Linked DNA regions of Mus musculus: region 1 is linked to region 2. The links are chromatin contacts, called in public Micro-C maps. All regions are on one chromosome and are shown on one strand. Each heading gives the region's core, a stretch centred on a gene start, on an enhancer-like site or on the middle of the called end of the contact. The rest is flanking DNA. Distances are from core to core; before and after follow the strand shown. Region 1 holds the start of Prdm8 (PR domain containing 8). Region 2 holds the start of Anxa3 (annexin A3).

What was found. A called contact is a pair of places that touch in the nucleus more often than the background predicts.
Region 1: a contact with region 2 is called in a Micro-C map of embryonic stem cells, with 4 times the contacts expected there. The contact joins the promoter of Prdm8 here to the promoter of Anxa3 in region 2. A contact is called at or near these places in 1 of 39 promoter capture datasets (the HPC-7 cell line), 1 of 484 Hi-C or Micro-C datasets (embryonic stem cells), 1 of 115 datasets of contacts at active chromatin or transcription factors (epiblast stem cells) and 1 of 9 other capture datasets (liver).

The regions. Positions count from the first base shown.
Region 1 is chr5:98,177,013-98,183,399 of GRCm38.p6, reverse strand. It overlaps Prdm8 (PR domain containing 8), which reads right to left and starts at 2,531. Exons shown (of 4, transcript NM_029947.2): 1 at 2,288-2,531; 2 at 1-111. The coding sequence starts at 109. A730035I17Rik (RIKEN cDNA A730035I17 gene) reads left to right here. Exons shown (of 3, transcript NR_153823.1): 3 at 1-282.
Region 2 is chr5:96,788,634-96,794,942 of GRCm38.p6, reverse strand. It overlaps Anxa3 (annexin A3), which reads right to left and starts at 1,558. Exons shown (of 13, transcript NM_013470.2): 1 at 1,380-1,558.

The DNA.
Region 1 (6,387 bases), core at 1,282-3,781, 1.4 Mb before region 2:
CTGGGATGTCGCAGGTTGTATATACACTGGTAAAAATGTCTGTCAGACACTGTTGGACAGCCTTGGCATCTCCATCCCAGATGCCTCTCTGGATGCCTGAATCCTCCATCACTGGAGACAGATACCCAGGACGAGAAGAGAGTTGTTATTGCCTTTTCTGCTACGAACCTCGGCAGAGCGTTTCCGCTACCAGACATATTTTCTTTGCACTTGCCGGCTTTTTTACATAGCTCCTACTTTAAAAATAAAGCCGATCAATCTGTCATGCTTTAAAGATGCCAACTTCGAAGTATTATTCCTTCCTTTTAAATAACTGGAACAGGAAGCATGGGAGCACACTTCCTGCTTGAGAAAAAGAAAATAGAGAGCCGGTGAAGACTGGAGCAGGCTGTGTCTATGCTACCTCGGGATTTATAGAGTGGGGCATTGGGGCGAAGGTAGGGCTTTTGTAGGTTTGTTTGCTTTAAAACCAGCATATGCAAAATTTCTGACTGCATAACTCCCCCCCCAAAAAAAAAACCCGCACTTTTAATCTTTGGGGGACAGTCCTGTCCTATGTACTAAGCCCAGTGTCTCATTGTGATTTCTTCTTTTCTTCTAACAAGGGGAGCAGCCTTAGCTAGCAGGCGGGGACCACGGAGCATGGCGAATGGATTTCAAGTGGAGTGTCAGGGCCACTAATTCTATGTCAGCTAACCTTTCTTTGCAGCCTACAAGAAGGGACGCATGTCTGCTCATTACCATAATCCAGCACTGTCCCTCTGAGGCTTTAATTAAAAGCAGCAAGCAGAGGTAATTATTTTTTCTCGACATGCTTATTTATGGATGAGGTTGAATCCCAGTTACCTTGTTATACAAGAGGGTGGATTGAGTCGCCTGTGGCCCATGAAGCGAGCAGGTATAGGGCAGGCTTGAAGTGTCCCCTGTCTGAAATTCTGTGTGTAATGACTGGTGAATTCTCACTTCCCTTGATACCACCCTGTTTGGGCTAGAAGGGGTCAGCCCTGCTTGAATGGTCCTGAGTGGGCCCTCCAGCTGTTTAATCCGCAGCAATTTAGAAGTAATGCCCCAGTGGCGGGCTCTCTATTAAGCCGTCTTACAGGGATCGTTTCCTTCCTCAGCCACTGGACACCCCCTGTAATACTTAGCACTTAAAGAAAGCAATCATTTAAATTATTTAAACTAGGTCTTAGTTAGCCATGCCATTTTTCTTGGGGAAATCTAACAATTCCTCTAAGTTGGTTTTTCCCTAGCAGTTTCACCAGTGACAGTGATTGTCTCTGTATTTATATACCTTAAGTGGCCGTGGGGAAAACCGATCTTACTCTTTTCTTGTTCAGCTAGCTTCTCATTAAAGAAAAATATAGGCGATGTGTATTTTGTTTAAATCAACATCCACTAGCCAATTGCCATACAAATGTAAGAAAATGCAATGCCTGTAACTTTGGCTAGCCCCTTTCCTATTCGTTCTCCCATATGCCCCAAATGGCAAGTATATTTTCCAGACAGTGGGAATAAGAAAAATAGCCACAACATAGAAAGTTTATGATACTACTTTCTGTTTCTGCACTCGTCCTGTCCCCTTCTGATTTCCAATTGCAAGTCAAATACGTTGCAGAATACAGGTTCTCTCAGCTCCCTTTCAGTATAAACCCTCTTTCTCTTCCCAGTTGCCTACATTTCAACGGTTTGTACCTTGATTTCTGCCTCGCGTTTGAAAGTATTCTTCACAGAAGCTTTTTATTGTGACAGGAGATCGCCCTCCACTTTGGCAACAGCAGGGACTCAGTCATTAAAATGCAGTTCTATCTAACAATACAGCGAAAAGGTCCCACAGCCGGGCTAATAGCGGTCCATGCTGCCTCGGTGGCCGCCTTGACGCAAATCAGCCACAATAGCGATAGGCAGGACCCCGGGCTTTATAGTATCTAGCCTTTCACAGTCCTACGCCCATCCCTAGGCCCGGGTTCTCTTCCTTCGCAGATCCTCCTGGGAAACTCAGAGCCAGCTGGGCTCGCTGAAAGCCGGTCGCTACTGCCGGATGCTCTCCCTCCACTCCGGGCTGGCATTGTCTGGCAGCCGCGAGCTCCCCAGTCCCTAGCTTCTCCAGAAAAGTGCTCCTACCCGCTCCTCCCTTTGTATAATCTTATTGGCAGTGGAAACAACATTCCGCGTCGTTTCCCTCCTATCTTCTAGATAACGAGGAAAAGGGGGACAATTTTTTCACTCCTTGTACTCAACCTGTCCTCTTCCCATCCCCCTCCCAGGTCAAAGCAAATAGACTTACCAGAAATAAGGTCAGGACCGAGTCGCCCAAATAAGGCCACCTGGAACCAACGGGGTGCAAGCCAGTGTTCCTTCCTGCCTATTACATTAGTGTATCTCCATGTCAAGAGGTGTCGGTGTCAGTCTTGTGGGTTCTGTCCAAAGAGAGAAGAGAGATGCAGATAGATTAGGAGAGAGAGAGAGAGAGAGAGAGAGAGAGAGAGAGAGAGAGAGTTGTACAGATGGACCCGATGCAATGACTGACTGGCACGCAGACACACACTTTTTGTTTGCTGCACATAATCTGCCCAATGACGCGTGACAGCCCACGTCCCCTCCCTTTAACTCTTGCCGGTCTGGGAGATCCCTCCGGCGCCACAAGCCTGGTTTTTCTGGACTGCCCGCGCTAGGCAGATCCTAAGCTCCTTCCCGAAGTGGCATAGCCTCCCCGAGAGCATCCTGGCCTGCCTTCTCCTGCAGCTGGGTCCCTCTGGGACACCTGGGTTGGCAAAATCCGTTTCGGGCTCAGGAAGGAAGGTGTCAGAAGGAGCAGAGCGGTTCTTTTCCGTTTTGCTGGGCACTCAGAGGACGTAGGACAAGGAGTTGAATTGGCTATGTTGCCAGCGCGTGAACTACTTGCATATGTCCCTAGAGTTTGAGTGGTATGTCCCTGCTCCCCCAAAAGGAGGGTGAGAATTTGCCCCGCGGGATTCTTTGGCCATTGACTGCCGCTGATCTGTGAAGCTAGTGGCCTAGGAGGTGACAAACAGACTTCCTTAAAATGCATTCATGCCACCTAGCAGAGACTCCCGTGTAAATACTGGCGACAGGGGGTATGATTTGGTGGGAACTCGGCTAGCCATCTCCCATCCAATGGGATGGGGTAAGAAGATAAGTCTGGAATGCTGCCAGACACCTAAAGGGACTTCGGCTGTTTTTAGGTCCCAGAACAAGGGTCTGTGCGTGGATATGGGCTAGGAGGGCGTTGCTGGGAAAAGCCTAGGTCATTGGACTCAGGTGTTAAAGCTTTTCACCTTCTGTGCTCTCTCTGTATTTTGTGGTTCCCAAGGGGGTCCCATAATGGCGGCCAGGATTCTAAGACCTCATGATACAGAAAGGATGGTTCAAAGTTAAAAAAAAAATTACTGAGAAGGACTCTCAAGAGCCTTTCACATCCAGCCGTTGATGGAGGAGTGGACCGAATCACAGGAGTGAGGCTGTCTCGGGAGTCTCGTTTGTGCGCTAAGCCACTTAGAGGCGCTGGCTTGTCCTCTGGAGCGGCAGCTGATGCTAATGACTTGAGGTCTTTGACAGCCAGAGAGTTTTCTCCTTCTGCGGGGGCCACAAAACAATGACGCTAGGGGCTCTCTGGCTGTTTTTCTCTGGTAGGCTTTCTATTCCTAAGGAAAGAAAGGCCTTTGAGTGGCGCAGGCAATCCCTCAATTCCTACCCCCACTCTCCCGGAATTCAATTGAGCAATAGGTCAGGTTGAGTATAAATCCAATTGTATAGTTTACTCGCTAAAGGGCAGGAGTCAGGGCCAGAATTTAAGGAGGAGACAATCTCTGTCCTTGCCTCTCAGAGTGAGCATATGAGGGTTGGCAAAGAGCAGCTGACAGTATAATCTTTACGGAGCTCTGAGACTCCTGTCTGGAAGCCTAGAGGCCAGCAAGACATCAAATGTACCTGCTGCCAGGGAAGAATGGGTGATGAGGAAATATAGGAAATTTCCTAGAAGTTAATTTCTTTGGCTTCCTTTTTTTTTTTTTTTTTTTTTTTTTTTGTTTTTTTTGTTCCTTCTGGTCACCTCCCAAGAGAGTTGCCAGTCCTGATCACATATAATTCCTGCCTAAAATCAGCTGGGCCTGGGGACATCATAGACTGGGAGAAAGGTCAAAATCCTCACCTGACTTCCAGGTTGACTGCTGACCTTTCAAAGAAAAGTCTGCAGCTCCTCTTCAAGCTAAAGTGTTCTTTCTCCCTTGCAAGTTTGTGCAGCTTAAAATAGCCAGGCAGAGGAGTTCAGATGAATGGCAAACTTCAGTTACCTCTAGGCAAGAGTCCGCAGCTGTATTTAAACACCAATTTTCTTATGACTCTATTGGTTCTTCCCCCTCCTGAACCCTCTGCCTGCTCTTCCTCCTCTTCCTGCTTCCCCTCCTCTTCCTCCTGTTCCCTTTCTCTCTCACACACAGCATCCCCATATTGATTCCTTGGAGGGCGAATTGGAGAGTTAGAAATTTTGAAAGAGTTGTCTCAAATCTGGAAAAATGAGCATTTGGGTAGAAGAATAGAGGTGAGATATTTTAAGTGAATTAAGAGAAGGAAGAACAAGAAAGCACGATAGAAAATCAGTTCTAGGGCTAGAGATATGGCCCAGCCCCTCAAAGGCTAGACTCACAACCAAAAATATAAGCAACTGAGTTCTGAAAGAGCTGTGGTGGTGTAGAATCCAAGACCTGATTTGAATGATGTAAAGGGATTAAGGGGAGGCCTGTTGGGGACTTTAGTTGCATTCATGAGTTGAGGAAAAGAGGAACACAGGGCTCTGTGTCTGCTTTGTTTATCATTTAGAAAACAGGAAGCTTGTTTTTCTCAGAAACATCATCAGCTCATGTATTTTAACAATCTTTATACATCCTGTAAATACCAAAGCACTCACCCCACTGCAGAAGGTAGGAATCTAGAAAACTAATCCTAAATGGAGGGTGTTTTTCTTGTGTCTGACTTTTCTTCACCTACTATTGTGTTTCTCCTCTCTCTCTCTCTCTTTCTCTCTCTCTCTTTCTCTCAATTTTTTTCAGGACAGGATTTCCTCTGTGTAGACCAGGCTGGCCTCGAACTCAGAAATCTGCCTGCCTCTGCCTCCCAAGTGCTGGGATTAAAGGTATGCGCCACCACTGCCTGGCTTCTCCTTTCAAGGACTGGATTCTTGTTTCTTTCAACCTTGTGTGAAATAAGAATGTTTCTTGAATTTCAGATAGGAGTTCATGAGCTTGGATTTCAAGTCTAAATCTAGAGGGAACCTAGAATTCATTACATCAGGAAGAAGGGGTCTTTCCTTCCTCATGTTCCCTGCCACCAAGCACGCAGCCCTCCAGCCCAAAGGAGACATATATTGTAATCAACCTATGCTTTATCCAATTTTTCTCACCCTCTAAGTAAATTTCCCTTCCTGATCTTAAAGTATCTAAGTTTTAGATCCCTCATATTTTATGGATCTGAGTTGCTCTTTTGTTTGAAGATCATCACCAAACAAAGAGTGTGCTGAAATTCTTACTTCCAGAGGTCTCCGGTATTTTAAGTGGTGCACATTTTATTTGGTCATATAAATGCTCAAAATGACTATCGTTAATAGAGTATTAATCAAATCCATAGATAATTTTTTTCTAGCAGTGGTATGGGTTAAGATAGTGCACAAGCTATTTTGAAATCAACTGCTGGATTTTACCGATGCTACATAAAGAGTTGAGACAGTTATTCAGCCTCAGACGGCACTATAAAAATACACTTCACCCAATAGTTTTAGGCAATCACATAGAACAATGGATTTATGAATGTATTTGGAGCTCTTTCCTTGGGATTTATTTCCAATTAAATGACTAGAAGTACAACCAAAATGAATAAGAAGAAACACTCTGCTCTGGTTTAGCAAAGGATCTTGAAGCTGTAGCAACCCCCCTCCACCACAGACAGACAAACAAACAACCCCCCCCCCCAAACCCTTAGGTAGACGATAGCAGTGCTGCTTTGGAAGAGAAGGCTAAAGAGAAGTTGATGAAGGATTATTGGTGTGGTTCTTGTTATGACCTAAGAGAAGGGGCAAAGAAAGGATAAGGAAGGAAACTTGGTTCCTAGTGGATCTCTCCCCCAGGATTAAGAAGCAGGCTCTCAAAAAGCTGAGCTACTGTACCAGGAGAAAAATAATGGCATCTCTGGGAAGAACTCACTTAAGGAATTATCACTGTCATAGCACATTATTTTTCTATGTCTGCCTAGGATCTTGGTTTATATCTCTTATTTGATGGGCAAAGCAATCTACTAACACAGTCTTGATGATCAAAAGAGTCCGGCAATTAATAGTGAACAGAAATTATTCTGAGATAATAAGGGAGAATTGTT
Region 2 (6,309 bases), core at 309-2,808:
GATTATGCTGTCAGCCAGCATCTTGTGTTTTTACTAGGTGTCAGGTGACAGGCAAAGTGTTAGAAAGTGAGCTCTCAAAGCTGGGGATTTGTGCAATGTTTATTCACTGGTGTATATGAAAAAAAAAAAACTGTATTCAATGATTTAAACATAAGCCTCAGAATAACCTAGTTAGTGAGAGAGACATCATTAACAGCACAGGAAGATGCTGGAGGCACAGGAAGCAATAGTGAAATCCCCACCATACAGCTATTGGGTCGACCCGACTGAACCCAGGCATCTAGATTGCAAAGGAATGAACCGTTAATCCCCAAGCCCTGTGGCCCCGGACCCAAACTGATGCTTGACATTTGTTGATCCAATATAATGTGGAAATTTCTAAGAAGTATTATCAAGCCATCCTTTAAGCTTGTAAAAAGTAGAGAATTACTCCATAGTGCAAGCCAAGTGATCTAACAATAGAGCTTTAAACACATCCTTCCTGAAGGGGATTACAGCAGCTACATTTTCTTGTACTTCCTCCTGCTGGCATTTCTACCGATTTCTCAACACCAACAGATCTGCGGACAGTGGTCTGATCTTCGTTTGAGTTTAAAAGTACCTTTCTAGGCAGTTTGAAACTTCCACCTTCAGGAAAACCAGTAATGATTCTTCATAGAATAACCTTTTAGTCTGCTTTTTATGATGTTGGTGAGGAGTAGAAACTGAAGTTCTCTCGGGGGCAGGAACCTCTTCTCTTTAACGCACCTCCTGGGGAAGAATTTTGCCCCGGCTGCTCAACTTTCTATTGGCACAGGACCCAGAACTTCTATATATGGCTATTTGCAATCACAAACCACATACCTCTACCTCGATACCTCACCTGCTGACTCAAGAAGCAGGGGAGGTGATTCATGTCTAGTGAATAGAATTCTGTTGCAATCAAAGAAAACGGTGTCTTTTAAAAGAGAAAACCGAAGTTCCCCAACTCTCAAAGTCCAATACATCTTTCTCCTACCTATACAAAGTAAAGCTAAAAGACACTTGGAGGGGAGAAAGATCTCTCATGGGAGCCTTAGGAAAAAAGTTCTCAGCACAGAACTCTGAGCAGGGGCAGGAGACCTTCCTCTAACCCTTCTTCTTTTAAATGTTTCCGAGACATTTAGGAATGAGCAGTCCCCTGGATGTGAGCTTGGGCTGCAAGACCCTAAGTTTGATAACTTACTCAGCTCGGCCCTTGTGCCCCCCAGGTCAAGTCTCTTCTATTTCCATAGAAGGGAAGAGGGCTTGGGGGAAGGGAGGGGAGGGAACAGCCCCAGGAGCAAGCTGCGCTCACGACCTGGGACTCCGCGGGAACCTGATGTTCCGTGGTTGTAGAGGGGCGGGCATGGGAAACTTACCCTTGGGGCCGCGGAGGCGAAGCCCAGGCAGAAGCTCAGCGAAGGTGAAAGATCAGCCTCGGCCGGCCGTAGCTCCCGGCTAGCCTGGGTGGCAACCCAGACCGCACCCTTCCTCAGCCCCTCCTCCTGTTTCTACTCACGGACTGCCCAGGACCGGCTTGCAAGTGGCTCTTGGATCCAGGATCCTCTCTGCTCCAGTCGTGACCTACCCACCACGCCCCCCTCGCAAGCCCTCCCCTTCCCCTGTCTCCCTCACATCCTCCTCCAGCTTCCTCCAAACCCAAACCCTTTCCTCTGTCTTCTTTCTTTTCACTTTTCTCACCCCCCGCCCATCCCCCGCCCACCCCCACTCCCACCCCCTCCTTTTAGGGCTTGGCTCATTTTCTAGACAGCATGGATTCAGAGTTGACAGTCCTCACAGGTACCTATACTAAGTATGGCTTACTTACCTAGAGGGTCCTTCGAGTCAGGCACTGGTCTAAACCCCGCATGATAACCAAACTACAAGACAGATGCGATTGTACTCATTTTACAAGGAGTCACAGAGGCAAGGGAGGTCAAATCATACAGAAAGAACGGCAGAGCTAGATTTTGAGTTTATGAGTCTGAGGAGTGTCTCTGCTTGGCCTTTTGACTCTAAAGGGAGGATTAGAGCTCAGAGAAGCACCAGTGTTTGTGTTTTGAGCCCTCAGAACCACAGGTAAGTCACGGAGGATAAACATTAAATTCCCACTAAAATGGCCAGTTTTGTGTCAGCTCCCCACAAACTAGAACCCTTAATTGAGAAAGTGACTCCCATAAAATGAGGTTTAGGCAAGCCTTTAGGACTCTGTTTCCTTAATTAGCGTTTGAGGTGGGAGGACCCAGACCATTGTGGGCGGTGCTATCCCTGGGCTGCTGGTCCTTGTATGCCTTTAAGGACTGATCAAGTCCTAGAGAGCAAAATAGACAGCATTCTTCCCTTGGCCTTTGCGCAAGCTCCTGCTTCCGGTTCCAGGGTCCCTCTAGGTTCCTGCCCTGACTTCTTTCAATGGCAGGGTGTGCTGCGGACGCATAAACTGAAACAAACTCGTTCCTTCCTCCTCAAGTTTCTTTTCGCCACGATGTTTTACCCCAGCAATAGAAACCTAAAGACATCCACTTAATATCGGGTAGTGTCTGTGAAAGAAGATAGGTGGAAAAGCCACTAATTATCAGACATTGAAGTTAGTGGACTATGTCATCTGTTTACTTTTACATTCTTCAGGTTGTTTCTAGGACACAGAAGTTTTTATTAAAGCCTGTGGAACAGAGGGGCTAGGGGAATATCTCAGAGGGTAAAAAGTTTGTAAAAAACGAGGTCCTAAGTTTGAATCCTCAGGACCCATGTAAAATTTGGTATTAATCTGTGTTTTGGAGCTGGCTGGCAAACCAGCTTAACCAATGGTAAGTTCCTGGTTCTGTGTGAGACTCTGTCAAGGGAATAAGGCAGACAGCAACACTGGAAGACATACTGCTCTGGTTTCTGCATGCTCAGACACACACAACAAACGCATGTGCATATACACCCCACTACCACTATCACCACCACCACCACCACCACCACCACCACCACCATCACCACCACAACCTCCAGCATCACCACAACCTCCAGCATCACCATCATTACCCTCATCATCACCGTCATCATCACCACCACCACCACCACAAAACATAAAGATGTACAGAAGAGGAAGCAAGTGTAGACAAACTGAGTGAGCAGGTCAAGTAAGTGGATGTGGTCAGCAGACCAGCCCTGATGTTACTCTACCTCGGTGCAGAACTTCATCAAGAATCTTAGGTTTTCTGTATTGGGGCATAGTTATAGTTTTTCTCATATGTTATTTTATGTTAGTTCCAAATATTGATGTAGCAGTACTATAAAATACTATTTATTAGTTCTTAATTCCTTTTACATTTATTTATGTCTGTATATGTGCCTATGTGTGCATATTTGTGTATGTGTGCATGCTTTTGTGTGTGGCATGTTTAATGGCATATGAACTCAGATGGGAGGTATGTGTTTGTGTGTGCATGTGTATGTGCATGCAATTGTATGTGAGCTCAGATGGTGTGTGTGTGTGTGTGTAAACTTGTATCTGTATAGGTGACACGTGAGCTCAGATGCTGTGTGTGTATGTATGTGTGTATGGAATGGTATGGAATGGTATGTATAGTGTGTGTGTGTGTGTGTGTGTGTGTGTGTGTGTGAGTTCACAAGCACAATGGCATGTGAACTCAGATGGTTAAGGTCCGTGGCAGGTGCCTTTACCCACTGATCCCTGTAGGTGGTCTGGTCAGGTTTGAAAACTTAAATCAAATGCCCAGGGTCATAGTGTTACTAACAAGCCTGACCACACAGAACAGATTGCTAGTGAGGATAAAAGAAGAAAGTGGTCCAGCCATATGGAAGATAATTTAGTTGCTTCTTACAAAACTAAATATAGTCTTATTATTCAATCCAGGAATTGTGCTTACTGGTGTTTGTCCAAGTATCACGGAAGCTCTGTGCTCGCTAACAACTACACATACGTATTTGTACCAGCTTTATTCGTAATTGCGGAAATGTGAAAGTACCAAGATGTCCTTCAGTAGGTGGATGGGCAGTAGACTGTGGTACATTGTATATTGTAATTTTATTCAGGACCCAAAGCAGGTGAGCAATCAAGCTATAAAGGTACCTGAAATGTATCTGGTTAAGTGAAGAAGCCAGCTTGTAAAGGGTGTGGTTCCTACTCTGTGACATTCTGGAAAAGACAAAACTACGGAGACCTTGAGAAGGTTGGTTAGTGGTTGTCAAGAGCTGTGGTGGGGGAGGGTATTAGCAGGTGGAACAGAGAATTTTTAGAGCAGTAAAATCATGCAGTATGACTCTAACGATGGATAACTGACATTATATACTTGTCAAAACACGGACTGTATGGTGCCAAGAAAACTTAGGCTTAAACCTTAAGAAAACTATGGATTCTGGGTAAAATAAGTTAATCTTAATGTGAAGTATGCCAGCTTGGTGGGGTATGTTGGATGGGAGATGTCATACATGTAGCAACAAGGGATACATGTGAAATCTGCATGCCTTCTGCTTGTGTCTGCCAGGCGAGGAATCTAAAACACAACTATGATGATTAATATTGATTGTCAATTTGATGGGAGAGCTAGATTAGTCACCTAAGAAACAAAGCTCTAGGCATATCTTTGGAATGATATTCAGATTAGGTTAACTGAAGGGTGGCAATGCTCCTCAAATGTAGATCAACACTAACCTGTGTGCCCAGGCACAAGATTGAGGAGCAAGCAAGCTGAGCAGGAGTGTGAGCTCCCTTCTGTTGCAGGACTGAAGATGTAACAGAGCCAAAATATACCCCGCCCCCCTTAAGTTGCCTCCTGTCAGGCATTTTTATCACAATTAGAGAAGTGACTAATATAAACAGTGATGCCTAGAGTGGTGTCGCTGCTGAGAGAAGCCTGACCATGTGGTCCTTAGACTTTTGGAACTGTTTTGCTGTAAAAGAGTTTGCAGCTAGGGGCTGCAAACGTCCTAGCGTGCTGTGAGAATTTACTGGACCACTCTCTAGCTCAAGACGAGATGACTCCATCATGATTTCCAAACATCAGATACGGAGTTGGAGGGTTCATTTGACATTTGCCATGTTGGATTTCTCTCTTGCTTTGGTCTGATCTTGTTTTGCTACAACCAACTCCCTCTCTTTTTGTATTGAGAGTATTTATTCTGTGCAATTATATGTTGGAAGTATATAAAATCAATGGCTACGATTCAGGAATGTCATAGTTACTTGTTAAGCACAGCACTATTAAAAAATAAATGAAGTTGAGGCCTGGCAAAATGGTATGTGTTTGTAGTCTCCTATACTAGGGAGACCAAGGAGGGAGGATGGTGTGAGCCTAAAGTTCGGGACTAGTCTGAGCTACAGGTGAAATCTCATTTCAAAAGTCTAAGATTGATGACTGCCTTCCTCCTCTGGGAGCATGCATGATACCTCTCGGTACCATGAAAGCCAGCCAGTAGAGACAAGGCTTCCAGGTCAGTACCAGTGTGACTCTTCTATGATCTGTGGTTCACACCTGCGGTGTGTTCAGCCATAGGGTTTTATTAAGTGCTGGAGGGAAGCCAAGAGCAATGGCAAATAACTTGTAATGTTTGAGATCTCATTGTCCAACAATTCCAAAAGTGGTAACGTATTTCTGGCACTGACCTTTATATTTGTTGGTCTGTACTATCGAACAGGCACATTGTCTTCTTATTGATTGACTTCATTTAAGCACTTTACATACGTATATATTTATATTCTAGGAAGCTTCTGCTGTTGTCTTTCTTTGTTTCTTTGTTTCTTTGTTTCTTTGTTTCTTTGTTTCTTTCTTTCTTTCTTTCTTCCTTCCTTCCTTCCTTCCTTCCTTCCTTTCTTTCTTTCTTTCTTTCTTTCTTTCTTTCTTTCTTTCTTTCTTTCTTTCTTTCCTTCTTCCTTTCTGTACTGGCAGTGTAGTGGTAGTTACAAACACGATTGGTAGTAGCTTTTCATGATGGTTTTTAAATAAGGTTTTCAGTGTTGGCTATCCTCCCTCATATCAATCTGTGAACCCTATGAGCTACAATAAAAACTGGCCTGACACACCCACTAGTGTAACCGTGGTATGAATGTCATGAGAGCAACCAACTACTTTTTTTTTTAATTGAATTTGAGTCTTGTGAGGAGCGGGTGTGGCTGCGGCCCCAAGATGGTGCCCGGGACTGCTGCCAAGTCTTATGACTGGCACCTGATTCCTCATATCCCTCAAGATAGCCACGTACCTTGAGCTGCGTTGTGCAGATGCACCACGACATAAGATCTGATGATGTGAAGAATGTAGTCCTGAGCCAATGAACTGTGCCTACGTGGACTGGGGTGAGGGAGAG